Regions from separate parts of the Mus musculus genome. Here regions 2, 3 and 4 are each linked to region 1. A link is a contact called in public promoter capture Hi-C data. All regions are on one chromosome and are shown on one strand. The core of a region is the stretch at or near the end of the contact, and the rest is flanking DNA. Distances in the headings are between cores, read along the strand shown.

The links. Promoter capture Hi-C pulls out the DNA fragments that hold promoters and counts their contacts.
Region 2: a promoter capture Hi-C map of pre-B cells shows a contact between it and region 1, with 2.7 times the contacts expected there. The contact joins the promoter of Rffl here to the promoter of Ddx52 in region 1. A contact is called at or near these places in 1 of 39 promoter capture datasets (pre-B cells) and 1 of 9 other capture datasets (pancreatic islet).
Region 3: a promoter capture Hi-C map of hippocampal neurons shows a contact between it and region 1, with 5 times the contacts expected there. The contact joins the promoter of Appbp2os here to the promoter of Ddx52 in region 1. A contact is called at or near these places in 2 of 39 promoter capture datasets (hippocampal neurons and pre-B cells).
Region 4: a promoter capture Hi-C map of hippocampal neurons shows a contact between it and region 1, with 2.6 times the contacts expected there. The contact joins the promoter of Nle1 here to the promoter of Ddx52 in region 1. A contact is called at or near these places in 2 of 39 promoter capture datasets (hippocampal neurons and pre-B cells) and 1 of 9 other capture datasets (liver).

Annotation. Positions count from the first base shown.
Region 1 is chr11:83,937,238-83,943,778 of GRCm38.p6, reverse strand. Ddx52 (DExD box helicase 52) reads right to left here and starts at 1,689. Exons shown (of 15, transcript NM_030096.2): 1 at 1,515-1,689; 2 at 338-536. The coding sequence starts at 1,601.
Region 2 is chr11:82,868,387-82,874,404 of GRCm38.p6, reverse strand. It overlaps Rffl (ring finger and FYVE like domain containing protein), which reads left to right and starts at 3,195. Exons shown (of 7, transcript NM_001007465.3): 1 at 3,195-3,397. Rad51d (RAD51 paralog D) reads left to right here. Exons shown (of 10, transcript NM_011235.4): 10 at 1-1,342.
Region 3 is chr11:85,231,898-85,237,921 of GRCm38.p6, reverse strand. Appbp2os (amyloid beta precursor protein (cytoplasmic tail) binding protein 2, opposite strand) reads right to left here and starts at 2,756. Exons shown (of 4, transcript NR_028329.1): 1 at 2,590-2,756; 2 at 675-782; 3 at 408-511. It overlaps Appbp2 (amyloid beta precursor protein (cytoplasmic tail) binding protein 2), which reads left to right and starts at 2,802. Exons shown (of 13, transcript NM_025825.3): 1 at 2,802-3,250. The coding sequence starts at 3,113. Gm38935 (a long non-coding RNA gene) reads right to left here. Exons shown (of 4, transcript XR_003949582.1): 4 at 5,200-6,024.
Region 4 is chr11:82,904,122-82,910,502 of GRCm38.p6, reverse strand. Nle1 (notchless homolog 1) reads left to right here and starts at 2,108. Exons shown (of 13, transcript NM_145431.2): 1 at 2,108-2,164; 2 at 2,268-2,411; 3 at 2,733-2,950; 4 at 3,999-4,078; 5 at 4,920-4,996; 6 at 5,128-5,225; 7 at 5,519-5,711; 8 at 6,128-6,263; 9 at 6,367-6,381. The coding sequence starts at 2,147.

The sequences.
Region 1 (6,541 bases), core at 440-2,939:
CGGTAACAGCAGTCAGTGCTTTTAACTGCTAGGCCATCTCTCCATCTCCTCTGTGGCATTATTAAGACATAATTTTTAATTTCACTGAGACATAACTTCTAAGGAAGTGATACATATTTTTTCACAGAGTACCTCCACATTAGGATTATTATTCTCCAGAAATAGCAACACCTGTCCAAAAGGCTATGCATGACCATCATTGCAGTAGCAAGTAACAGCCAGTACCTAGGTATAATCCAGATGGCATCAACAAAGGTTGCTAGGTATGTGTTGTCTGACTTACCAGCTTGCACCGTTTTGGAACTGGAAAAAAAATGAGCATTAAGCCAATACTAACCTGAAGTCATCTTCTTTCTCTTTTTCTTCTTGGGCTCCTTACTCCTTTCCAACAGGACCCCTTGTGTTTTCTCCTCATTTGGGGGCTCCTGGTGTATTTGCAATGCTCCACATTCATCTGAGACGGACTTCTTGTTTCCGAAGAAGTCTAGTCCCTTCAGGACCTCCAAAGACTCGGAATCGAATTTCCTTTTTCCTACCTAAAACCCCAAAAGTTTTAAATGAAATTTACTGCCAGAACTGTTTCCATCCAACCGTGACTGGCTGTACGGAGGACGCAGGTTCAGTAATTCGCCTTTTTAACCTTTTCAAACAAGATTCTGTTGAGCTAAGTAGTGTGTTTAGGCAAACAGAATCCTATCAACAACAACAATGAATATTTATATACATTTACTACACGTCAAGGATATTTATTAGATATTAAATTACTTCATCCTCACACCAACCCTACAAGGTAAATAGCAGTGAGACAGAAGAGGGGAAAAAAAAATCCAGGCACCAGCAAGTAACTTAGTGAAGATCTCAGAAGTATTCACTAGCAGGCCCTGCATTTGATCCCAGAAATCCCTGCTCCAGGGTTCAAATGTAACCACAACACTGCAGTCAGGACGAAGAAACACAGACATCACCCTCCACAAAGGCTGTATTTTACAGTAAGGCTTATGTTTAAAATGTTTCACAAGTGAGTCCCAACTGACTTCCTTTCATGCTCACTACTTCTTTAAGAAACCCCCCGCATATCAGGATCACACTTTTGGTTGGCTACTTAAAATGTGGTTGGTTAGAGTGATGAAAAAACAAAACAAAACACCCCAACTCTCCACTGCAGTACAGCTATCTGTACATTAAGTCAAACTTGGGTAGCTTACAGTGAAAGCGTGCTTTCTTAGTTTCTAAGAGGGGTCTCGGAAAGGATTCCAACTTTGTGAGTAAAGTAAGATACCTGGGAATCAAAATGTCTGTGCCAGGCTCAACTGAGTCTACCGGGGCTCAGTAAACAGTCCTTCAGAAGTCTGGGGTAAATCTTAGGTTAAGCTAAATCCCAGGAGGGAAATGCTTGGGGGTGATCGGAGCCTGGCCTCGGGGTCTCCAGCGCGCCGGCTGCCCGGTTGGCGGCGGTCTCAATCTCCGGATCCCGCCCCTTCTCGGTCACGCGGCTCCCCGCGTACAGAAAGTACCTGGAATCGAGTAGCGTCTGCTGAGAAGCGCTTCACGTCGAACTTGGCGCCGGCTCCAAGCCGGCGAAACAGGTCGTAGGAATCCATCTTTACCCAGAAGGCCCCACGGCCTCCCGGCGCCTGCGTTTACCACTTTCTATCCGCGACTGCTTCCGCACAGGCCGTAGCGGAAGTCGCTCCAGGAGGCGGAGCCTGGCTGTGATAGGCGTGGAAAACGTGTGAGCTGGGAATTCGTTCACAAAATCCAAAATCGACGCTTCTTGTGCGTGGGAGTGTGCTAGACGTTTAGTGATAGTTTGATGAGCAACACGCCAATATTCTGCATTTTCGGTTACCGTTTAGAAAGGACAGAGATACTATTAACCAGTTACTGTAACTGAGGAAAATGGAAAGCATCGTGAGGCAAATTAAAAGCTGTGATGGGTTGAGAAGGGGTAGAAGCTAGTTTAGTTAGATTGGTTAAATTCAATCAAATTTGAACTGAGAAGGGGCCACTTTCCCAAGACATGGGAACAGCATTCCAGGGAAGAGAAAACCCATCTGAAGAAGGAAACGGATCTGAAACCTTGTTAGAACAGAAGCCGATCTGAGTTGCTCTCCAGTGCCACAGAAAGAAGGAAAAGGGGGTGGGTGGGGGGAGGGATGAAGGAAGAAATGAAGAAAGGAAAGAAAATTGGAGTAGCTGGAGCTAAGCTTACAGGGGCAAACAAACCAGGTCTCAACGCTGTAACAAGGGCATGATGAAGTATTTAGGTTTTAATCTAAACATGCTGCAAAACCAAAATTCATGGAAGGAGCAACTATCTTAGTTTATCCCATTTGATTTTTAGATTCATTCTCATTGTGTTTGAACTACTCGACTTTTTAAGTTTTGTATAACCTGTCTTCTGGAATGTAAGTCCACAAACATGAAGATCTATTTTTGCTTTATGATTGTATCCCTGGTTCTGTTTGCTTTCCATAAATGTTTGATGAATGAATTCGTGAAAGGGCCATACATGATTATTTGGAGTTATTTGGAGAAGGGACATGGAACAGATAAGAGTAGAAATGGAGACTAAAGTAGCTGTTGCTTTTATCTGGGTTGATAGCTATTCAAATGTGGATGGATTTGGGCTACAGTTTGGATATAGAGTTTAATGTACCTGATGGAGTTTGTGTAGGGTGAGGAAATGGATCCAGAGGTAGCTAAATATTGTGGTTTGAGCTGGGATGATGGCATGCCATTTACTGAACTAAGAAGAAAGGAAGAGCAGCCTTTTGGTGAGAATGAGAATCATGGAATTGTTACGTTTGTAGACATGTAGATCTCTACTTGATTAAGTGAAGACATCCAATTAGGTACTTGGACCCAAGAGTCTGAAGCTCAGGACTGAAGGCTGGAGAAACAAAACTGGGAGACATCAAAATATAAATAATACAATGCATAGACTCAAACATCATATGTCCATATCATTTGTGGATAGATCTATGATATAGAGAGGAGAGGGGGAAAGTTCAGTTCTAGTGAGACTTTCATTCTCGAGGAGAGCAGATGTGGAGTGAGCATAAGATGTCATGAAAATCTCTTCCCTGACTCCTCCTTACAGCTAACAGTGGGGACATCTTACTCTTTTAAATATATTTACTCCCTCTCTATAAATAGTATTTTGAGGAGACAGGAAGATGGCTCAACAGGTAGACACCAACCCTGCAAACTTGATGATCTGACTTTGATCCTGAGAACCCATGCAGAAGAACAGATAAGGCTGTGAAGACGTTTGTAGCATTTAGCTTAGGCAGGACCAAAGTTTATCCACGTTAATACAGTGGAGGTTATGGTCTCTCCCATCCAGTTATAGCCCCATGGTATTAATGGTTCCCTAGAGAGTTAACCTCCCAGGAGCTGAGGAAAGCCCTGTAGGTGGCCTTCCTTACTAGGAAATATTTAGCATTATACCAATGGCCAGCTCACTTTCCTTCTTCCAGAGAATAGATTTGTCTTGCTCGTTGAATTTGTGCTCTATATCCTTTACTTTAAAAGGAGGGACTTGGACTTGGAGCTTGGTTTAAATCTTACAGAGATCCAACTTTGTCTGCTTCCCAAGTGCTGAGATCACAGGCGTGTACCATCACACCTGACCACGTTCCTCTACCGTAGCTTTTTTCTATTGCGCTGCACTTATAGCTCCACATTGGTCCACAGACTTTAAAATTTCTGAAGCTGAGGCAATGTGTCATGCCTCTAAATACATTTGCTGAGTATGAAATCTGTTTCATATTAAGTGGTCATTTTTTAGTCTCTCTCTCTCTCTCTCTGTGTATGTGTGTTGTATGTGTGTGTGAGTGTGTGAGTGTGTGAATGTTCTGTGTGTGTTGTAGTGTGTCTGTGTGGTATATATCCAAGTTTTTTGGAGTGTGCACTTTGATGCATGCACATACACACATGTAGGTGCACATGTATGTGTGTGTCCAGAGACAGACATCAAATGTGTCTCCTCACCTGCACTTCCCTTTTGTATATTTATTAAATTTTATTATATTAATTTCATGTGTAATCATGCATTGCTACAGCATGCGTGGAGGTCACAACCCAGCTTTCAGGAGTTGGTTCCACCCTGTAGTTAACAAGAATTGATTTCAGGTTTTCAGGCTTGGTGGCAAGCATGTTTACTTGCTGAGCCAACTCTCTGACCCTCCACATTTATTTTTAGGATTATTTTATTTTATTGTTTGTGTGTTTTTGCTAGCATGTATGTATGGACACCATATTTGTGCCTGGTGCCCCAATGTCAGAAGAAGGAATTGACTCTCCTGGAACTGGAGTTATAAGTGGTTTTGAGCCACTATGTGAATCCTGGGAACCGAACCCATGTCCTTCATAAGACCAGTCAGTAAGTGCTCGTAACCAATAAGCCATCTTTCCAGTCCCACGTTTATTTATTTATTTTCAGACAAGGTCTCTTTCTGAATCCAAAGCTTCCCCAATTGGCTGGACTTACTAGCCAATGAGCGTCAGGAATCCAACTGTACTCTAAGCTACCTCCCATACCCCTGGTGCTAGGGTTGTGGGTACATGGCACCTTGCTTTGTGTATGGGTTCCCTGGTTCTGAATAGAACTCCTCATGCTCGTGTAGCTGGTAACTTACCAGTTGAGCCAGCTCCCCAGTTCTGTAAGTCTTACTGATCTAATGAAATAGGACAAACCACATAAAGATCTCTATGAATTTAACAGTGGACCTATTTCTTTAGTTGGTGCTTTGCATTAATAGACTGGAATGAATGAAGTCAAATGGGAGCCAACTTACACTATTGCTTGCCTTGACAATGTCCAGCTGACTCATTAAGAGAGCATTTCCTCTTGGGGGGAAAAAAACAAAACTATTTCAAAGTATCGTCAATAAAAGTGGAGAGGAAATTGAATCCTGGTTCTGTGTAACTGGAATTTCTCCAAAAACTAGTATGGTGTGATTGTTGGACACACATGGCTTCTCAACTGTAGCCAGTGAGAACACAACGTCTGTGCAACACCAAGGTGGCGGCTGCTTGGAACAGCTTGTTGTTATGAGCAGAATGACCACGCCATAGCCTGAAGGGGTGTCTTGGAATATTTTTCTTCGTATACTCCCTGCTTATCGCCCAGCAAGCTTCAGCGAGGAGAGCATTGTTTTTACAGTGTCCCATCACAGACCACGGCCTAGGGGTGCAGAGATTACTTAGCCCATCTTTGTTCTCAAGGAGTAGAGCCTGCTAGGGTATAGAGTACCAACATGCTTGTTCTAGGAACCCCAGCGGAAGCTATAGGGACAGAAGGAGTTGTCACCGGGGGCTTGGAGGTGATGGATGGGTGTTGTGGCACATTAGGATGGGTTTGGTAGAGAAGATGAACTTGGCACAGCAGGCTAGGAATGCAGTGCAGTTAGTAGATGGCTGCTTAGGATTTGCCAAGCCCTAGCTTCAGTCCCTATTACTAGGCATAGTGGCACATGCTATAGTCCTGGCACAGAGGCAAAGAGGAGGAAGTTGAAGGTCATCGAGCTGGTGAGATGGTTAATCACGTAAAGGCACTTGCTGTCGAGCCTGATGATCCCACTTCATTCTTTAGACTCCCACATGGTGGAAGAAGCGAGCAGATGCCCATAGGCTGTCCTCTTAACCCCACATACACACTGTGCTATGTACACATTCACAAGAAATAATTAAAAAAAAATCAAGGTCATCCTTCAGTACATAGCCAGTCGAAGGCTAGCCTGGAAACTACATGAGATGCTGTCTTGAAAAAAAAAATTTTTTTTTTTTTTTTTGCCAATAAGTGTGGTGGGAAAAGGTATTGATTGATTTATTGATTGATTGAAACAGGCTTTCTCTATATAGTCCTGGCTGTCCTGAAACTCACTTTGTAGACCAGGTTGGCCTCAAACTCACAGAGATCTGACTGCCTCTGCCTCCTAAGTGATGGGATTAAAGGTGTGCGCCACCACCACCAGGGGGTAAAGGTATTAAAACAGCCTCAGTGAATGTACAGAGTAATAGAAATGGTCTAGTGCGTTTGAAGGTCTACTAATGGTTCTAGTAAGCTGGAAGCAAGTTTGCAACAAGACTTGGAACTGGACAGGGAGGTGGGTGCTTCCTAGTGAAGAGCCTTATGCACACTTGGAGGTACTGAGAATGTTCAGGGATGTTAAGCCGATGACAGAAACACTTTAGAAATGTAAGATCACAGCAATGCAAGGGAGGCCAGCTTAGAGTCAGTGAAAATGAAGATGGTCCTCAGGGAAAGAAGCAGACCCAAAGCACACTTTGTACTGAGCATGGCAGCTCGTGCCTGTAATCCTGGCACTCCTGGGTGCTGTGAGGGTTGCTGTGAGTTCAAGGTCAACTTGAGCTACAGAGTGAGACCACAGCACTCATACCAAGATCAGAGGACAACTGATGTCAGTCTTTGCCTTCTGCTTTGTCTGCTGGCCTGGGAGCTTCCGGGGCTTCTCCTGTCTCTACCTCCGATCTCACTGGAGATGCGCTGGGATTGCAGATCCAGGCTACCACA
Region 2 (6,018 bases), core at 1,946-4,445, 1.1 Mb after region 1:
AGCACCATGTCTGCCTGTGTGCCGCCATGCTCCCCACCATGATGATAATGCATGAAACCTCTGAAACATTAAGCCAGCCCCAATTAAATATCTTCTAAGAGTCACCTTGATCATAGTGTCTCTTCCCAGCAATAGAACAGAGACCAAGACATACACACATATGATTTTTTTATTTTTACTTTTTGGAGAAAAGGTGTCTGACCTGGTGAGATCTTGAACCTTCAGTTCTCCTGCTTCAGCCTCCAGACTGCTGGATTATAGGTCTGTGTCAACTCAACTGGCTTCGTTTCCTCCATTGCTTGTTTTATTCATTTTATCTTTCAAAAGATTTATTTATTTTATGTATATGAATGTTTTGTCTGCATGTAGATATGTGCACCCTGTGTGTACCTGGTGCTTATGGAGGCCAGAGGAAAGTATTGGATCTCCTGGAACTAGACTTACAGGTATTTGGGAGCCACTATATAGTAGCTGCAAACTAAACCCAGATACTCTGCAAGATCAACAAATGCACTTAATAGCTGAGCCATCCTTCCAGTCCCTTATTTTGAATAAGAGCAAGGTATAGTATCAGTCAGGTAGTAAAGCACTGTCTAGCATGTCTAAGGTCCTGGTTTTAATATCTAGTACACCAGCTCCGCACATACAGACAGACAACATTCACCATTAATGCCTCTATTTATCTATCTATCTACCTATCATCTATCTCTCTGTAAAAGAGTAGGATTCTTGACTCCCAAGTACTGAGATTAAAGGTGTGTGCCCTCACCAGCTGTCAACAGCTTGACATATTGACGTGTGTGTGTGTGTGTGTGTGTGTGTGTGTGTGTGTGTGTGTGTGTGTGTGTGTGTGTGTGCCGTGATGTCTGGCTGATTTTTATGGAGAGTCATATCCTGAGATGTTAGAGTGGCCCATGGTTGGTGATTTAGGACTTTGGAATCAAGGAAAGACCCAGGTTTAGTACCTTGCTGCACTCTTCCTGCCAGAGTCCCCTTGGACAAGATAATGTGTTTGTTTTACTGGTAAAAATCTATGTTATACAGAGTTACATTTTCCTTATTGGTAAAATGTGTATCTCAGGGGAGTTAAGTAGGTGATTTATGCAAAGTGCCTTTCACAGAGAGACTAGCACATAGTAGGTGCTCCATCACTATTAGTTCTTCTGGCGCCTGCCAGAAGTAACAGAAATCAGGGCACTAGGACTTAGAAGCCTTGCTGCTACTAATAAAAGAAATAATGTGATTTATTTTTTCAGTGCTGTTTGGGGAAAGGCGTGTGCTTTATAAATATGTATTGGAAAGTACTTAGCAAATGAGTAGAAATAATAAAAATATGTCAAAGGAAACAGCTCCTATAAATATGTCACTTGGTAGACAAATTAGTGTTTTATTACTACTAAATACTATTGCTCGCCGAAAAGGATTTCAGATTACTCGCACAATGGGTACATTATTGAATGCCTCTGCGGAAGGGCACGATAAAGATGAAAAATTGTGATGGTGATAACGCCTAAGGTGGAGAAAGGAGGGGTGTGGGTCCGAGGCCTCGCTCCAGTAAGCTGCTCATTATTTAGCAGCAGTCGGATGATTTAGCCACAATATGGACCAGAGGGCCCTGAAAAAAGGATTTCTGTTGGATACCATGAATTCAGGCCCTGATTATCGTCCGACTGGGGGTGGGGTGGGGTGGGGTGGGGGGTAAGTGCACTTCCTTTTCAGAACTGGGCACTCTGGTTGTGAGTTAACAACAACAACAACAAAAATCGCAGGTCTGGATCTCCTTTCACTTCTGTTTTGGACCTATTACATGTCTGTGGCTATCATTCATATCCAGAGATGGACAGTGTGGTGAAGAACCTGTGTCTCCAGCACGGCGCTCAGACCCATTTCAGAAATATCAGAGGATGGACAATGTTGGTGCGTCAAAGGAACGGAAACCAGAAAGGGAAGGGAGAAAATGATATACACCTTTGTGGAGGAAAAAGTCCGGAGAGAAGCGGAGCTCATAGGGAACTGCAGCAAAGCGAAGCTGCAGAAATAAGCAGGCAGGAGAAAGGGGCAAGGGGCGAACATCCAACTCAGGTGCCAGGGGTCCTTAGAAGGCGGGGCTCCCTGTACACTCCAGGTTGGAGAAAGAAAGAGTTTTGCATCTGAGTTCTGCTTTTCTCTGTGTGGAAGCTCGAAAATTACTTAAAATGTAGATCCTTGTTGATAACAAGCATATAACAGTACAGAGCGTGCTGGGGTGTTCTGAGAACTGGAAATAGCAAAGGGCTTATAAAGTGAGTCTGGTACGGATGCACATATTTTAGCTCTGGTTCCCTTCTGATAGTCTTTATTTTAAAATACAAGGGGTAGCACTGTGGTAGAGCACTTGTCTAGTATGTACAAAAATCCCAAGCACCAAAATATTGAATAAATCAAAATACAAATTGCTCAGGAAAACTCTGAGAGGTCTTTGATGGGAACCTGAAGCATAAGAAAATGATGTCACTAGACACCAGCCAGAAGAATTAGCATTTATATGACTTCCGTGACTAGGCATCTTCTTAGATCACTGGCTAATGATCCCCTATGCTACCCTGGTGTTTTATGCTTTACTAAGGCCTTTGTGCATTATCTCATTTAATGTGCGGGCCCAACCGGCCTTTCTGGGATGGGGAAGATATTGGAAAGGTTAAGTGCCTGCCAAAAGGTGCACGGGTGATGAACGATGGCTGGGTGGTTTCTTAGCAGTCGTTTTTATTGTACTGCAACCTTTCTCAGCTGTGTCCCCACCTTCCTAACATGAAAGTAGCTTATCCAAGGAGGAAAAGACAGGTTATGATGCCCCACTGAATTGGCTTTTAATATCGCCAAGAAACTTAATAAATTAGATGAGTCTGGGGTTCTGGAAATCTGTCGGGTACGATGAAACATGAAATCAAGGGTTCAATATTCAAACTTTACTATAAAGCTAGTTAGTGATCTTAAGGGACTTGCTCAAGATCACCACATAAGGGATTGGTTGGCTCGGCCTAGACTGGGGACTCCACACCTAGCCGGGCTCCGACAGAGGGCGCTCGCGGAGGCTTGCACTCTAGACCGCCGCGCGCCCGATTCCTCTCTATGGTGGCGGGGGCGTGCGCTCCCGCGGGGGTGGGGTGGAGGGCGGGGCCGCAAGCCGGGAGGGCGGGGCCGCACGCTGGACGGGCGGGGCCCACGCCGAGCCGCGGGGGACTGGGTTAGTGGGGGTGGACTTCCTGGGGCCGCCCGTGAGGATGTGGTTCGGGCACCCGGGCGCCCCTCAGGCGTGGAGTTGCGGCGGCCGCAGACCCCGCAGCCCCGCTGCCTGAGTGGCCGCGGTCGGGATCTGGCCTCTGCCGTCCCAGGTGTGGCCCGGCAGCGTCCGCGGCAGGTGAGGAGGCGGTGGCTGTGGCTGTGGCGGGTTGGGCTGGAGGATCCGGTGCTTCAGGCTGTGCTCCGGGGGGTGTGAGGATCCAGCTGCGCTCCGGGAGTGGGGCAGCCCTTTCCAGGAACTCCCCACCGCCAGGTCACCCCACACCTGTCCCATGAAAGTGCCGCAAAGCATTTCGTCTGTGTGCGCCGTAACCCGGGACGTGTGTCCTCAACTTGTACCCAAGTGTCGTAAGAACCCGGTAGGTCCTGGGGAAGGATGCATTTCTGTAGGACAGAAAACCGTCTACAGAGGCAGAGCTTTGGCGGCACTGGCTCTCTACCAGGAGGACCCTGGAGATTCGGAGTTTGGAGGTTAGATGGGAAGTTTGGGATGCTGCTCTCCCCTCCTCCCTCCTCCCTGCCAGAGTCTGCTGTCTGCCTCTTGGGAGTCGACCTCTGTCCCCGACGTGTGTTAGGTCGCCACTGTGTGGTCCTGGCCGAGACTCAGAGGGAAGTAGGGCCCCTCTCCAGCTGGCTGCCCAGGAGACATTTGACCGGGCATGGGGAAGTCTGGGTAGATCAGGGGAGTCCACAGCCTTTCCTGGCGTCTGTTTGAGCTCCGATTTAAGACCGGTAGAAAAAAACAACAGCAGCGTACTTCTTCCTTTTTTCTTTTTTTTTTTAAAGCTGTCATGGGGGTGGGGGGGTGCTGTTGTGTAATCGAGGAAGATTTCCACATTCCTCTCAGTCCACCACGGGGAAGATTATTCTTAGCTCGGAAATGGGGTTTTACCCACAACTCACACTCTGTGCCCTGGTTAAAGGCTAGAGTGACGCATGAACAAACACCCCAGGATGCGTGTGGCCTTCCAAGAAAATAGTAACCTCCTTATGTATGTTTTGGCTGGTGGCTTGGAGAACCGAGAGACTTCCTGTCGCCACTTTTGAGAGCTGCATGGTGGTTCTTGCCTTGACAGTTCAGTATACTGAAATGTGGGCAAGGCTGTTCGAATACTGTGGCATTTTTCTAGGAATGGAAGGGGACTATGTCCTGGGCAGTTTGTAGAGTTCTAAGACCAAAACTGGCCGTATATTTCCTTTGTGGCAGCTTCCTTATCCTTCCCTCCTCTCCCCCCCCCCCCCATTCTTTCTAATGTTAGCAACTGTTTGTAAAATTTCATATTTGCTAATTCTGGACTCCAGAGTACAGTTAAAAAGTTGTGGTTTATTGGAGGACAGTAGCAGATTGATGTGTCAGGGCTAATTAATAACTTGATGGTGTTCAAAGATGTCCATGTAACAGAGGATACACACTCACCTTAATGTTTAATCACAGAGCCCAGTACATTAAAACTTCTTAGGCCGGGCAGTGGTGGCGCACGTCTTTAATCCCAGCACTTGGGAGGCAGAGGCAGGCGGATTTCTGATTTTGAGGCCAGCCTGGTCTACAGAGTGAGTTCCAGGACAGCCAGGGCTATAGAGAAACCCTGTCTTGGAAAATCCAACCAAAAAACAAAAAAGTTCTTATATTGATTAGCTGTGATCCTGACTCTTTACACTGGGATCCAGGGTTGTAAATCCATCAAATTGACCAATTTAACCAAGTGCTAAAATAAAAACAAAAAAAGAGAAAGCTGTTCTCAGAAAGCTTAAGTTCTTTCTTTCTTTCTTTCTTTCTTTCTTTCTTTCTTTCTTTCTTCTTTTTAGGTTTTTTTCGAGACAGTGTTTCTCTGTAGCCCTGGCTGTCCTGGAACTCACTTTGTAGACCAGGCTGGCCTCGAACTCAGAAATCCACCTGCCTCTGCCTCCCAAGTGCTGGGATAAAAGGTCTGCGCCACCAGGCCCAGGGCTTAAGTGTTTTCAAACTTTCTATCCACCAAGCCCATTGACCTAAGTACTTAGTAACATGTAATAGAAATGCCTGGTAAAGGGATTTTCATTGACATGTTTAACAAATAGCAACATTAACAAAAAGATGGTTTCCTTTCCAATTACAGGAGACTTGTGAAGTTTAATGCAGCCACTTTGGACTGTGTGAGCCACACCTGCTACTTTCTGACATCATCTACATAAACCTAAGGAATGCTGGGGAGGGAGCTAGGTACACTGGGTTTTATTCCTATCATAGAATCTTTAATACTGCTGTTATTTTAATGGGGTGTTAGGGACTTTTATCGCCAAACTTGTGCTGGTAATATATTTATGTTTGGAGAGGAGAGAAAGATTAACTGCTGCACCTCACAGTCTGTCTCTAGAGTTTAGAGTTGGAGTATCATTCAGTTTGATGAGACTAGACCGTTTAGATTGCTCCTAGTGAAGTCTCAAGGGAGGGGCTGCTTTGCTTGCGTTGGAATTGAGTACTTGGTGGAGGCTACTGGTTCTTAGCACTGTGTAGGGAGCTGGTGGTGGGAGGGGGTGGAACTGAGGGTTTTGCCCATACTACAACCGTAGCCCAGGACAGCGAGGGCTACAGAGAAAAAAAAACTAAAAAAAGAAAGAAAGAAAGAAAGAAAGAAAGAAAGAAAGAAAGAAAGAAAGAAAGAACTTAAGCTTTCTGAGAACAGCTTTCTCTTTTTTGTTTTTATTTTAGCACTTGGTTAATTTGAATTACCGACATCTGTGATGTTGGCAATTGAAAGG
Region 3 (6,024 bases), core at 1,507-4,006, 1.3 Mb before region 1:
GTATGTATATAATAAACCACTTCGACCCTAGTGATTGTAAAATGTGGTGAGAATTTTGGTTTCTTTAAAAACATAGAAATATTATAAGAATGTGTTTTCATTTTAATCCCCAGTGTGGTATGTGGGGTTGCCCACCGAAGCTGGCTATGATCTGCCTCATGCTCTAGCCAGGGTGCCATTTTGTCAGCTGCAGGTAGTCTTGGCAAGTGTGTGCTATTTGGAATTCTGGGGACTTTTCCGAGCGTATATAAATGCTAGGGCCCCCGAGAGGGAGAGGTGGGGTTGGTGGTGGTGGGTTGTTGTTTGCTAGGTAGTTGTGGGAAGTGAAGAAACAAGAAGAAGAAATCAGATATCCTGGTGGCAAAGATCAACCTTGTCCCAAGGAACTTGATGCCCCTACTACTCACCCCGCCTGTGACCCAGGCTGTGTCCTCTTGACCAAGGCTCCCAAGGGCATCTTGCATGTTTTAATAACATCTTCTGTTTCAAAGCCATAAAGGAATCAAGAGGTCTGTTCCCAAATTAAAGACAGAGTTCAAATGCAGGGCTTGTGCATGCCTATGCTTCTCTGCCAAGCTGCTCCCAGCCCTCTTTTTAAATCTCTAATTTTGACTATCAGCATCTACGATTTTACAGCGATGGATATGTTTGTCTGACACCCTTCATCTACTCACAGAATCTGCATCCCGGTTCTGATTCTGATGAAATATCCTAAGAGATCTGCATTCTTTCACGAATCCCTTGAATATAGATGCTGGATAAAATATAGGTATTCACTTAAACTGGAAGTGGAGATAGATAATAATGTTTTAATAGGTCATAGTGAATAGTTATATAGTTTTATACGAAAGGGATCCAAAAATATATTTGAGCCCGAAAACTAATGTAGGATTTGCTAAAGGAACTATGTTTTTTCTTTTTCTTTCTTTTGTTGTTGTTTTGTTTTTTTGGGGGGGACAGAATTTTTCTGTGTAACCCTGGCTGTGCTGGAACTTCCTTTGGAGACCAGGCTGGCCTTGATATCTGCCTGCCTCTGCCTCTCTGTACTGGGACTAAAGGTGAGTGGCACCACAGCCCAGCAGGAACTATGTTCTTTATGATCTTAAAGGGGTAGGTAAAACTACGTCATGGCTCATACATCTTAAAAACTTTCAACAGAGCATGGCTGCAGGGGCCTGTAATCCTAGCTCTCAGTAGACTGAGACAAGATTCCCTGTTCCATGTCAGTTTGGACTCCAAAGCAAAGCTCCAGTTCTACTTCTAAAAAACAAACAAATAACACCCCCCCCCCCATCGTTCCCCAAAACAAAAACAACCAAACAACAGAAATTTGAGTTCACTGCTACCCACCAGCCTCCACCCCCACCCCCTGTCTTGGGAGATAGAGAATCAGTGCAAGTTTAAATCCAAAGCTAACAAGTTATTGTTCCAGGCCAGCCATGCCCATAAGTAGGACCCTGACTCAAAATCAATCATCAATCAATCAATCAAAGGGTGTTTTAGAGGTTTCTATGTTTTTTTTTTAAACTTGATAAATCTGTCAACCCTATTTTGAGGCTGACTACAGCTTTCCCAGGTTTGTCAATTATAGCCTAAGAAATCACAGGACTGAAGAAGTTTAAATGTGTGTATGGTTAATCAGTTTCACTGGATTTAAAGTGCATTTCTCCATTTGTTTGACATGCATTCTCAGACTACTAGAAGAATTTGGTAGGCAAGCCAAAACATTTAATAGATTCTTTTTTTTTTCAATGCAAAAATGGGGAAACGGGGCTTGAATGATTGCTCAGTAAAAAAATGCTGGCAACTACCTTTGATCCCAGCACTAGCGAGGCAGAGGCAGCAAGATCTCTGTGACTTGAGGCTAGCCTGGTCTACAGATAAAGTTCTAGGAGAGCCAGGGCATGTTAAACAAATTTTTCTTCTTTTAAAAAAAAAGAAAAAAGAAAATTGTCCCAGCACTCGGGAGGCAGAGGTAGGCAGATTTCTGAGTTCGAGGCCAGCCTGGTCTACAAAGTGAGTTCCAAGACAGCCAGGGCTATACAGAGAAACCCTGTCTCGAAAAACCAAAATTTAAAATAAAATAAAATTGGATAGGGGCTGGTGAGATGGCTCAGTTGATTAAGAGCACCGACTGCTCTTCCGGAGGTCATGAGTTCAAATCCCAGCAACTACATGGTGGCTCACAACCATCCCCAATGAAAAAGAATCTATGAGCTAGGGCTGAGCGAGTAGAGCAGGAGACAACAGGGCCAGAGCAAGAGGGACAGGCCTGGAACTCACACTGTAGACCAGGCTGGCCTGGAGCTCACAGAAATCCACCTGCCTCTGTCTCTGCAGTGCTGGGATAAAAGTGATGGGCCACCACATCCCTCAATATAGATTTTCTTTGTTTGAGACAGGGTCTCACTCCATAGACCTTGACCTCAGGAGATACCCCTGCCTCTGCCTCCCAAGCGATCCATTCCAAGTGCACCACCATGCCCCGTCCGTGCTGTGCACTTTTGTGAAAAAAAGATCAGTCCTAAAGTTCGTTGATCTAAAAGATCAATTCTTAAAGTTGAAGAGGGCTGTCGTCGAAAAACTCACTGAAACGAGACTGTGTTGGAGAGCCACAGCACGCTGGATAAAACACCACTCCAACTACCGCCCAGCTTCCCCGGTGTCTCGTCCTTTAGGAACAAGCACCCAGCGCCCCTCAGACGCTCCGCGCTCTTTCTCCGCAAGTTTTCCGCCTGCCGCATTCCTTCCCGGGCGCGTCGGCGCGTCGCGCGTTGACGTCATGACGCACACACGCAGCCCCGCCCATGCAGAGCTGAGAGCCTGGACGGAACTGGGCTCGCTCTCCTGTTGGGAATGTGAGGCTCTCGGTACGGTCGTGGTCTGCGTTCGTCCGGATCTTCCGTGGCCGCCGCTACCGCCGCTACCGCCAGCACCATCTGCCCTCAGGCCGCGCGCGCACGCAGAGGCCCGGCAGCCGGGTCCGAGAGGCGCGCGCACGCCCGCTCGCCCGCGTGGTCGCCGCCCCTCGGAAGCCTCCGGAGCCTCACACGGGTTCGCTACGGAGGGAGGCGGAGGCCTGCGGGAGGAGGCGGAGGAGGAGCGAGGGAAGATGGCGGCCGTGGAGCTCGAGTGGATCCCGGAGACGCTCTACAACACCGCCATCTCCGCTGTCGTGGACAACTACATCCGCTCGCGCCGCGACATCCGCTCCTTGCCGGAGAATATCCAGTTCGACGTTTACTACAAGGTACAGGCGATCTGTTCTATCGGACCCCGCCGCTGCTCCTGGGCCGCACCCCCTTCCACGTCCACGGCCCGGCCTGTAGCTCTCGAGGTAGCGTCGGCTGCGGTGGCCGCTTTCCGATACGCCGCCACCCCCGCGTCTGCCTCCCGGTCTGTGCGGCCCGGGGGGGTTCTTGTGTGAGAGCTATCCGCCATCCCCTTAGGGGCCCCAGGGTAGGCCTGCGGGAATGCCTGACCCAGCCGAGTCCCACCCGGTCCTCTAGTCGCTGGGGTATTTTCTGTCTTCTCTAGTGTTTGTATCAGCTGGACTTTTTTGTTCCGCTCCACCCCTAATTCTCCCTACTTTGTCATCTCGTCGATCCTCTTTACCCGAGTAACTGCTTTCTTTCTTTTTCTTTTTTTTTTCCCCTCCCTTCTCTAATCCGAGTTTCGTCCCTTTCCTTTCTTTCAATCCGAAATGATTTAGTTAGGGCTTAATGAAAATGGTCTGTGGGCTTCATTTGCATATCCTTGAAAGCTTTTTTGTGTGGTTTCTAGGTTTGTTTTGGTTTTTCGGTTTACACTTTGGGTTAAATTGGGAATTTTACTAATAGATTAGTAATAGACTGGATCTTTAGAAAGGACGCAGTGAAATTCCCTGAAAGCAAGAAGTAGAAATCTGAATTATACCAATGTGTATGAAAAGTGCGATTTTGCAGCATTCTTGCGTCGCTCCCTCTCAAAAATCTGCACAGAAAGTCCCAAGTTGCTCTCCAAGGAGTTTCAAGGGTAAGTGTTCATAGACGTGGACAATTTTTGCAGTGTTCTGAGAGGGAGGAGAACTTTATGGACTCGGAGCCTCCCTTTTCCTCTCCCCCACGTTTGAGTGTGAACACTGGCCTTATTCAGGGATCCTTGCTTTGAGTCAGCGAGAATTTCAGTTTCCAGTAGCCACTTTTGCAAAATATGACCAGTAGAGCTTTTATTTTTAGATCTTTAGTATTACTTGATTAGTTAGTTGTCTCCCAGCAGTGTAATTTGATATTTAGCAGATTTGTATATTCTTATCTTTGTTCGGTGTTTTAGGGCGTTTGTTTTATTAGAGAGATTGTCTGCTTTTTCCAGCTTGAGAACATTCTTTCAGAATTAGCAACTGACATACTGCAGTCTATAAACCCTGCTGCTGCTTTGCACCAACCCTTACTTAACAGGTAAACTCATTTCTCTCCTAAATACCTGGAGAAGATTCATCTTGACAGCATGTGTTAAAATTTTTCGATTTAGAAGGAAACCTCCCTCCATTCCAAATGGTTTTGATACATTGATTACTTGTGTGTGACTAATGTTAGTTTTATGCATTTAGGCTACATCGGTACCAAGGACAAATTAATTTGTTTTGCTCAACCTGGAAAACTGCTGCAGTATGTGCTATTTCTGTTGATTTTATTAAGTCATATGTATAGTGTACACCTTCTAGAGCAAGTCACTGGGAATCTAACCAGTAAAAATACCCTTACTCTCTGAATTCTGTCAAAATGCTTTTAGTATCTTTTAGTACCCTCCACTGAAATTAAAGCCTTTCCTTTGAAGATTATTGTTAGTGAGTATGCTTTGGCCTGTGTCCTGTCTCTGTGTAGGTCAGAGTTTTCATATTGCTTTTTTGGGAACATTTTATTTTTTAGTCAGATACTTGATGTGGACCTTGGTGCAGGGCTTGGAGCTGGGTTAAATACGGTCATCTGTTACATTTGTTTACGTCTTATAACTAAATTCACCTGTATAGTAGAGTATAACCCTGCAAAAACTTGTTTCCTTTTTTTTTAAAATAAGAATTACTTGTTTTATTTATGAGTACACACTGTATCTATCTTCAGACACACCGGAAGAGGGCATCAGATCCAATTACAGATGGTTGTGAGCCACCAGGTTGTTGCCGGGATTTGAATTCAGGACCTGGAAGAACAGTCAGTGTTCTTAACTGCTCAGCTATCTCTCTAGCCCTTCTTTGTCTTATTTATGCTTTTACTGTTCTGGAAGTTGAATCTAGGGTCTAGTTCATGCTACACAAGCAGTCTACTACACTACATCCCCAGATTTTTTTTTAAAGAGATGTATTTATTTATTTATTTTATGTATGTGAATACATTGTAGCTGAACAGATGGCTGTAAGCCTTCATGTGGTTGTTGAGAATTGAATTTTTAGGACCTCTGCCTGCTCCGGTTGTCTCCGCCATTCTGGTCAACTCTGCTCACTCAGTCCCTGCTTGCTCCGGCCCAAAGATTTATTATTATACATGAGTACACTGTAGCTGACTTCAGATGCACCAGAAGAGGGGGTCAGATCTCATTATGGGTGGTTGTGAGCCACCATGTGGTTGCTGGGATTTGAACTCAGGACCTTCGAAAGAGCAGTCAGTGCTCTTACCCGCTGAGCCATCTCACCAGCCCTTCTCTTAACTTTTTATGTATTTATTTTAAGACAGAATTTTTTTGGCGGGCCTGGAACTCTATGAAGACCAGACTGGTTTCTTGACTCAGAGATACACCTGCCTCTGCCTCCTGGTGCTGAGATTTAAGGGCCTTAGTGCCAGACAAATCTCCGTGAGTTGAGGCCAGCCTGGTCTATACATATGTGAGGAGTTCCAAGCTAGTCAGAACTATGCAGAGAGACCTTGTCTTAAAAAATTTATTTATTTAAAGATTTTATTTATTTTATGTATATGAGAACACTATAGCTGCCTTCAGACACAGCAGAAGAGGGCATCAGATCCCAGTACAGATGGTTGTGAGCCACCATGT
Region 4 (6,381 bases), core at 859-3,358, 1.0 Mb after region 1:
AGAAGTGGCCATCACCGTGGTGGATGGGTGTCTCTGGGAGCTGGCATTGCTTATTTCTCCTCAGTCAACTTTAAAAGGCCTTCCTCATGGAGAGTCAGAACTCTCCTGTCCTTCGGTGTCTGCTCCAGGAGGTCAAGATTGCTCTTGGGGAGCTTCTATCACCATCCCAGGTACAAAGCCTGGCAGACAGTGCCCTGGTGTTTTGAATGAATGAATGAGTGAATGAATGAATGAATGAGTGGGGGGATAGATAGATGGATCTTCATTCTTATGCTCTGCTCCCCTCCCTTTTATTCTCCCCATACTTCCAGTATATTTCAAAACACACCTGAAAGATACTGAAGAAAAGCCACACACAGGGACACCCACAATAGCCTCTGCAAGTATGACTGTGAGTTTAGAATATGGATTCACAGCTATGTGACCTTGGACAGGTCCCACTGCCCTGTTCAATGAAAGGCCTAGTCCTAACACGTGAGCTTGTTTGTTTCTTGATTCTCTCGCCTTTGTTTTCGAAGCTGCCTTCAGACTGGCTTCAAACTCCTAGACTTAAGCAATTCTCCTGCCTTGGCCACCTCTATAGCTGGAACCAGAGCTGTGCGCCACGTCCATCCTAACACACAGCTTCTGGATAGTGATGGGTAAGTGGGTGGGTGGATAGACAGATGCTCTGCTTTCATGGGATGGATCCCAAGCCTGGAACCTCATTTGTGGTCCAAGCAATGAGGTATTGACAAAGGATCCCACTGCAAGCAAAGAAGCTTTGGTTCTGTGGCGTTTGGATCAAGGGATCCTACATTCAATTCCTGATTTCATAATTCAGTCCACAAGCGTTTCTTCTGTGTCCCCTATATACCGGGGGACATGACTGATAATGAGGAAATGACTGAAAATGCCGGAAAACTTGGAAAACACAGGACAAGACAGACAGGGTCCCCGAAAAACCAAAAGGAAAAAAGAAAAAAAAGAAGAGAAAAAAAAGAAAGACAGGGTCCTGGGAAAGGCTTCCCTAAGTAATTGAACTAATCTATGCAAAGTTCTGAGAACACTATCTGGCAAAGAATAGAGGCTCAATTCGCTTTGTCGGATGAATGAATGTATGCATGTAGGAATGAGTATATTTAAGCCGAGAGATAAACAATGTGAAGAAGGCCAGAAGGCAGCGTCCCTAGCAAATGGAGTCGTTGTTCTCAGATGAGGAAAAGCCTCCAAAGAGCACACGGGTCCCTCTGGCCTTCTTCAACTTTTATTAGTCTCGTTTGTTTGTTTGTTTGTTTGTTTGTCTGAGACAGGGAGTTCTTTTGGAGACCTTCAATGTCCTGGAACTTACTCTGTAGACCAGGCTGGCTTTAAGTTCAGAGATCTATCTGCCTGTCTTTGTCTCGCAAGAGCCTGGATTAAAGGCATGTTCTACCACAACCTATTTAATAGTTCCTTATAGGCTCTATATTCTTTGAACTTGTACAAGAGGAGAGCAGAGACTCAAATCTGTCCACAAAAGTTCCAGACAGAATAAATTGCCTATGCAAAAGCAGATACAGGAGAGGGCCACACCTTGAAAGAGCTCAGAAAAAAAAAATCCCAAAACAGCTGGGCACCGCGGCCCATCCGATATTCCCAGCATCCCATCCTGGGAGGCACAGACAAGAGGATCATGGAGTTCAAGGTCTACTTAGGCTACACACCCTCAGCCTATCTCAATACATACATGCATACATGCGCGCGCGCGCGCGCACACACACACACACACACACACACACACACACACACACACACACACACACATACACAAACTAAATCCCACAAGCCCACCTATAAAAGTTTCTGCCTCAACCCAATAGTTTTCTGGTTTGTATTTTCACCCCTGCTGCCTGGACCCTGGAAGTGTCATCCTCCACCATCTCCTGCCTCTGTGAGCTAGGCGGGCAAATCAATTAATTTCTCTGAGTTTTGGAGACTAAAATTGGCCAGAATCGCTACTGTGAAAAGAAGGCGCGAAGGGAGGCCACCATTGGCAATCCCGGCCTCCGAGAGCGGCTTGACTCCTCCGAACACGAGAGGGCGCTGTAGCCGGAGGTTGCCCGGCGCGACATGGATTTAACGCTCCGTCTTTCCGCCTCGGTTCTCCTCCACGTGGGGACGCAGGATGGCGGCGGCGGTGGTGGTAGGTGTACGCGCACGGGGCGGGGATGCCGGGTCTCCGCGTGGGGTACCGAGGCCCGAGGGGAGGGGAGGGGGACTGACAGTCTCGCGGCTTGATTCTGCAGGAAGAGGCGGCGGCAGGCGACGTGCAGCGGCTGCTCGTACAGTTCCAGGATGAGGGCGGTCAGCTGCTGGGCTCCCCGTTCGACGTGCCAGTGGACATCACGCCGGACAAGCTGCAGCTGGTGTGCAACGCGCTGCTGGCCCAGGTGAGCACCCCAAAACGAAGCCACGGTGTTCCGGGGACCCAGCTGCTCACCGACAGTGTCGGTGGCGTGGATCGGCCCCAGGAAAAATGTTCTCCGCGCCGACTCACCTACAGACAGGCTGTGTTTTGAACGCGTCGGATGCAGTGTTTCCGTGACTTCTTGTCACAGCCCAACATAAGCATCCCCATTTTACAGAGATGCCCAGCGGGATTAAATTTGTCGCATGGTGGTATGCAGTAGTTGGGATTGAGCCGACTCCCGCTGAGGGCAGGCATTCATCCCTCCGAGCAGAGTTCCTCTTTACTCTGTTCTTGCCTTCAGGAGGAGCCCCTGCCCCTGGCGTTCTACGTCCACGATGCTGAGATTGTGTCCTCCCTGGGGAAGACGCTGGAGTCCCAGTCTGTGGAGACAGAGAAAATCGTCGATATCATCTACCAGCCCCAAGCTGTCTTCAGGGTCCGGGCTGTGACGCGGTGCACCAGCTCATTGGAGGGTCACAGCGAAGCTGTCATTTCTGTGGCCTTCAGCCCCACAGGAAAGTAAGGACATGGGCAGAATCTTTGGGATGTGGAGGTGTGTCCTCTGACAGGTGGAGAGGACCATCCTGAGTTATTATTCACAGGGTCTTAGGCTGCCTGCCTGTCATAGACTTGGGGTCTGGACTCACGTTGCAAGTAACAGACTTTCTTATTGGGGTTTGGTCCCCAAAGGCTAAGAATAGTACCTGGCTCAGAAGAGCCTATCTTGGTTTGAACTACTCCTTTCCGAAGTCAGGTTTCTGCATCTGTTACTTCCCTATGAATCCTTTCTTGTAGGACTCTAAGAATAAGAACAGTTGAGCCAGGTGGTGGTAGTCCACACCTTTAATCTCAGCACTCAGGAAGCAGAGGCAGGCGGATCTCTGTGAGTTCAAGGCCAGACTGATCTAAATAGTTCCAGAACAGCAAGGGCTACATAGAGAGACTCTACCTCCAACAACAGAAGAATATGAAAAGCTTCAAAAGCTTTTTCTAGAAATTTCCAAGGAGGTAGAGACTAGGCGGGCAGGTCTTTGTGAATTCTAAGCCAGCCTTTTCTACAGAACAAGTTCTAGGTCAGCCAGGGCTAACCAGAGAAACCCTGTCTTTTAAAAAAAAAAAAAAAAGAAAGGTGCGGGGTGGGCTGGAGAGATGGCTCAGGGGTTAAGAGCACTGGTTGCTCTCCTAGAGGGCCTGAGTTCAATTCCCAGCACCCCGTAAGAGCTCACAACTGTCTGTAACTCAAATCTCAGGGGATCCAATGTGCACATTGTGTACAGATACATGTGTAGGCAGGATGCCTGTTCATGTAGAATAAAGATTTAAAAGCATTAAAAACACATACAAAGTGGATGGATGAATGGAGTGAGTGAGCTGTTCCTGTTGGGAAGGAAGAAGAGAGAAGTGGCCTCCTAGGGTCTTTTCCTAGATGGCATTAGTGTCCTATTTCTCCTCAGGGAATGGAGAGTCTGTTCCCAGAAGATGGTTGGCTAGGCAGCAGGAATACCCATGCGCAGTGTCTCAGGGTGGGCCCCACCACTGCAGCAGTCAAGCGGCCTCTCTTCCCCAGGTACCTGGCCAGTGGTTCCGGAGACACCACTGTGCGCTTCTGGGATCTCAGCACTGAGACACCGCACTTCACATGCAAAGGTCGGTGTGCCTTTAACCACTTACGGGGGCTTAGTGCGTGCCAAGTGGTTAGCTCAGTAGCTCCTGGTAGGGCCTCAGAAGACTCCAACCCATTAGCACCCTGTTCACAGCTGCCTGCTCCTTGAGGCCAGTCAGCCACTTAGAACGAAGCAGATACTGGACTGAGTGTGGGGTATAGGGAGGAGCTAAACTACTGGTTGTAGGGACAGCTTGAAAAGGCTCTGCCAGCTGGGTGGTGGTGGCGCACGCCTTTAATCCTAACACTTGGAAGGCAGAGGCTGGCGGATTTCTGAGTTCAAGGTCAGCCTGGTCTACAAAGTGAGTTCCAGGACAGCCAGAGCTACACAGAGAAACCCTGTCTCAAAAAAGCCTCTGCCACAAAGGTTCCCAGACATCCGGAATCCTGGAGAGCTTGTTGAAATCAAGTGGTCCCTAACCACTCCCCACACCCTAGACTCCCCAGAGCTTTTGTTTCAGCAGATCTAGGGCAGGGCCTGAGTACATTTCTCAGAAGTTCTAGGTCTGAAGACTGCGTAGAGGAGTCCTATACATGGCATACTCCTTATATTTATATTTGCATCTGGAAGCTGAGGGTAATTCTTGCTTTTCTTCCGAGAGCTGATGTACCTTCTGTCAAGTGAGGAATTAACTAGGGAGTGGCAGTGTTATCTGCAGAAAGCTGCAGCTGTAGCTTTTGGCTGTGTTCTCCCTCACCTCTCCGTTGATTCGGTTCCTCTGACCATTGGTTAAGGAGGGTTTGTAGTGCCCCATACCCTGCTGGGCACAGGCTCGAGATAAAGGTGAAACGGAGCTTCTTTCTCGCCCTCCCCTGCTTTCTTAGGACACCGGCACTGGGTCCTTAGCATATCCTGGTCCCCAGATGGCAAGAAACTGGCCTCAGGCTGCAAGAATGGCCAGGTAGGTAATGTCAGGATAAATGGACCGAGAACAGGCTCTGGGGTCTTTAGAAGGGTGTGTTGGGGGGTCAGCTGGGAGACCCTTGTCAGGACAGGTCGCAGAACGTTACTTTATGAGCTTCTGTCCTTCAGGTTCTGCTGTGGGACCCAAGCACGGGGCTGCAGGTGGGCAGGACCCTCACTGGCCACAGCAAATGGATCACAGGCCTGAGCTGGGAGCCCCTTCACATGTAAGTGACACGAAGCTGAGACACTGAGCTGGGATTAACGCTGCCCCTCCCCTGCTCAGTACAGAGTAAAGGAAACATCCCCATGACAGCAACGGCTTGGCCTACTATGGCCACACCCCTTGCTGCTGGGGGGGGGGGGCGGGGCTCATCACATGACCTGAGCACAGCCTTGCTCTGCTGTTAGAAAGCTGTTAAGAGATTGTCCCCAGCCTCGTTGAGTTCAGAATGAGATACAATATGGGCAGACAGGTGCTGCCAGGTCAGACCTGAGGTCACATCTCCCACTTCACCAGGAACCCCGAGTGCCGCTACGTGGCCAGCAGCTCCAAAGACGGCAGTGTACGAGTCTGGGATACAACCGCAGGCCGCTGTGAACGCATCCTCACGGGACACACGCAGTCAGTCACCTGCCTCCGATGGGGAGGAGATGGGCTTCTATATTCTGCTTCCCAGGACCGAACCATCAAAGTCTGGAGGGCCCATGACGTAAGGGGCATTCTGAAGCCAGTCTGCTGGGTCACGGGTGCCAGTGCCTTGCTGCTTGCAAACTTGTTATCAGAGGGTCTGGTGTTTCCAGAATTATACCAAGAGTCCAGCTGGTCCTTCTGCGGAAGCAGCTCCATGCAGCCTTGTGGGGATTCTGGTGGGTTTTTTAGAGCCTATTTCGTTGTTTGCCAACTCCCACACTCAAATCCATTTGACTAGGTAAACCCTTTTATTCCCTGAAGAGGGGCCCAAGCTTCCAGATGCAGTTTGATGAGATGACCATGCAGCCGTGATGAATTCTTAGGTTCCTGATTCTTGCCTTATGTCACCTGTCCAATGGTGGAGTATAGGGTATAATCTCTCCCCTTGATGCTAGGTATGTATGTGTATATGTGACCTGTCTTCTCCTGCCCTAGGGTGTGCTGTGTCGTACTCTTCAAGGTCATGGCCACTGGGTGAACACTATGGCACTTAGCACAGACTATGCCCTGCGCACAGGGGCCTTTGAGCCTGCTGAAGCCACAGTGAATGCCCAAGACCTGCAGGGGTCCTGTGAGTGAGAGGGAGGAGGGGAGCAGGCTGCCTACGGGAAGGAGCCTAGTGGGTGGATGTGTAACCAGTCTGGTTCTTTCTCTCTCTCCCCATTCCTGCACAGTGAAGGAGCTGAAGG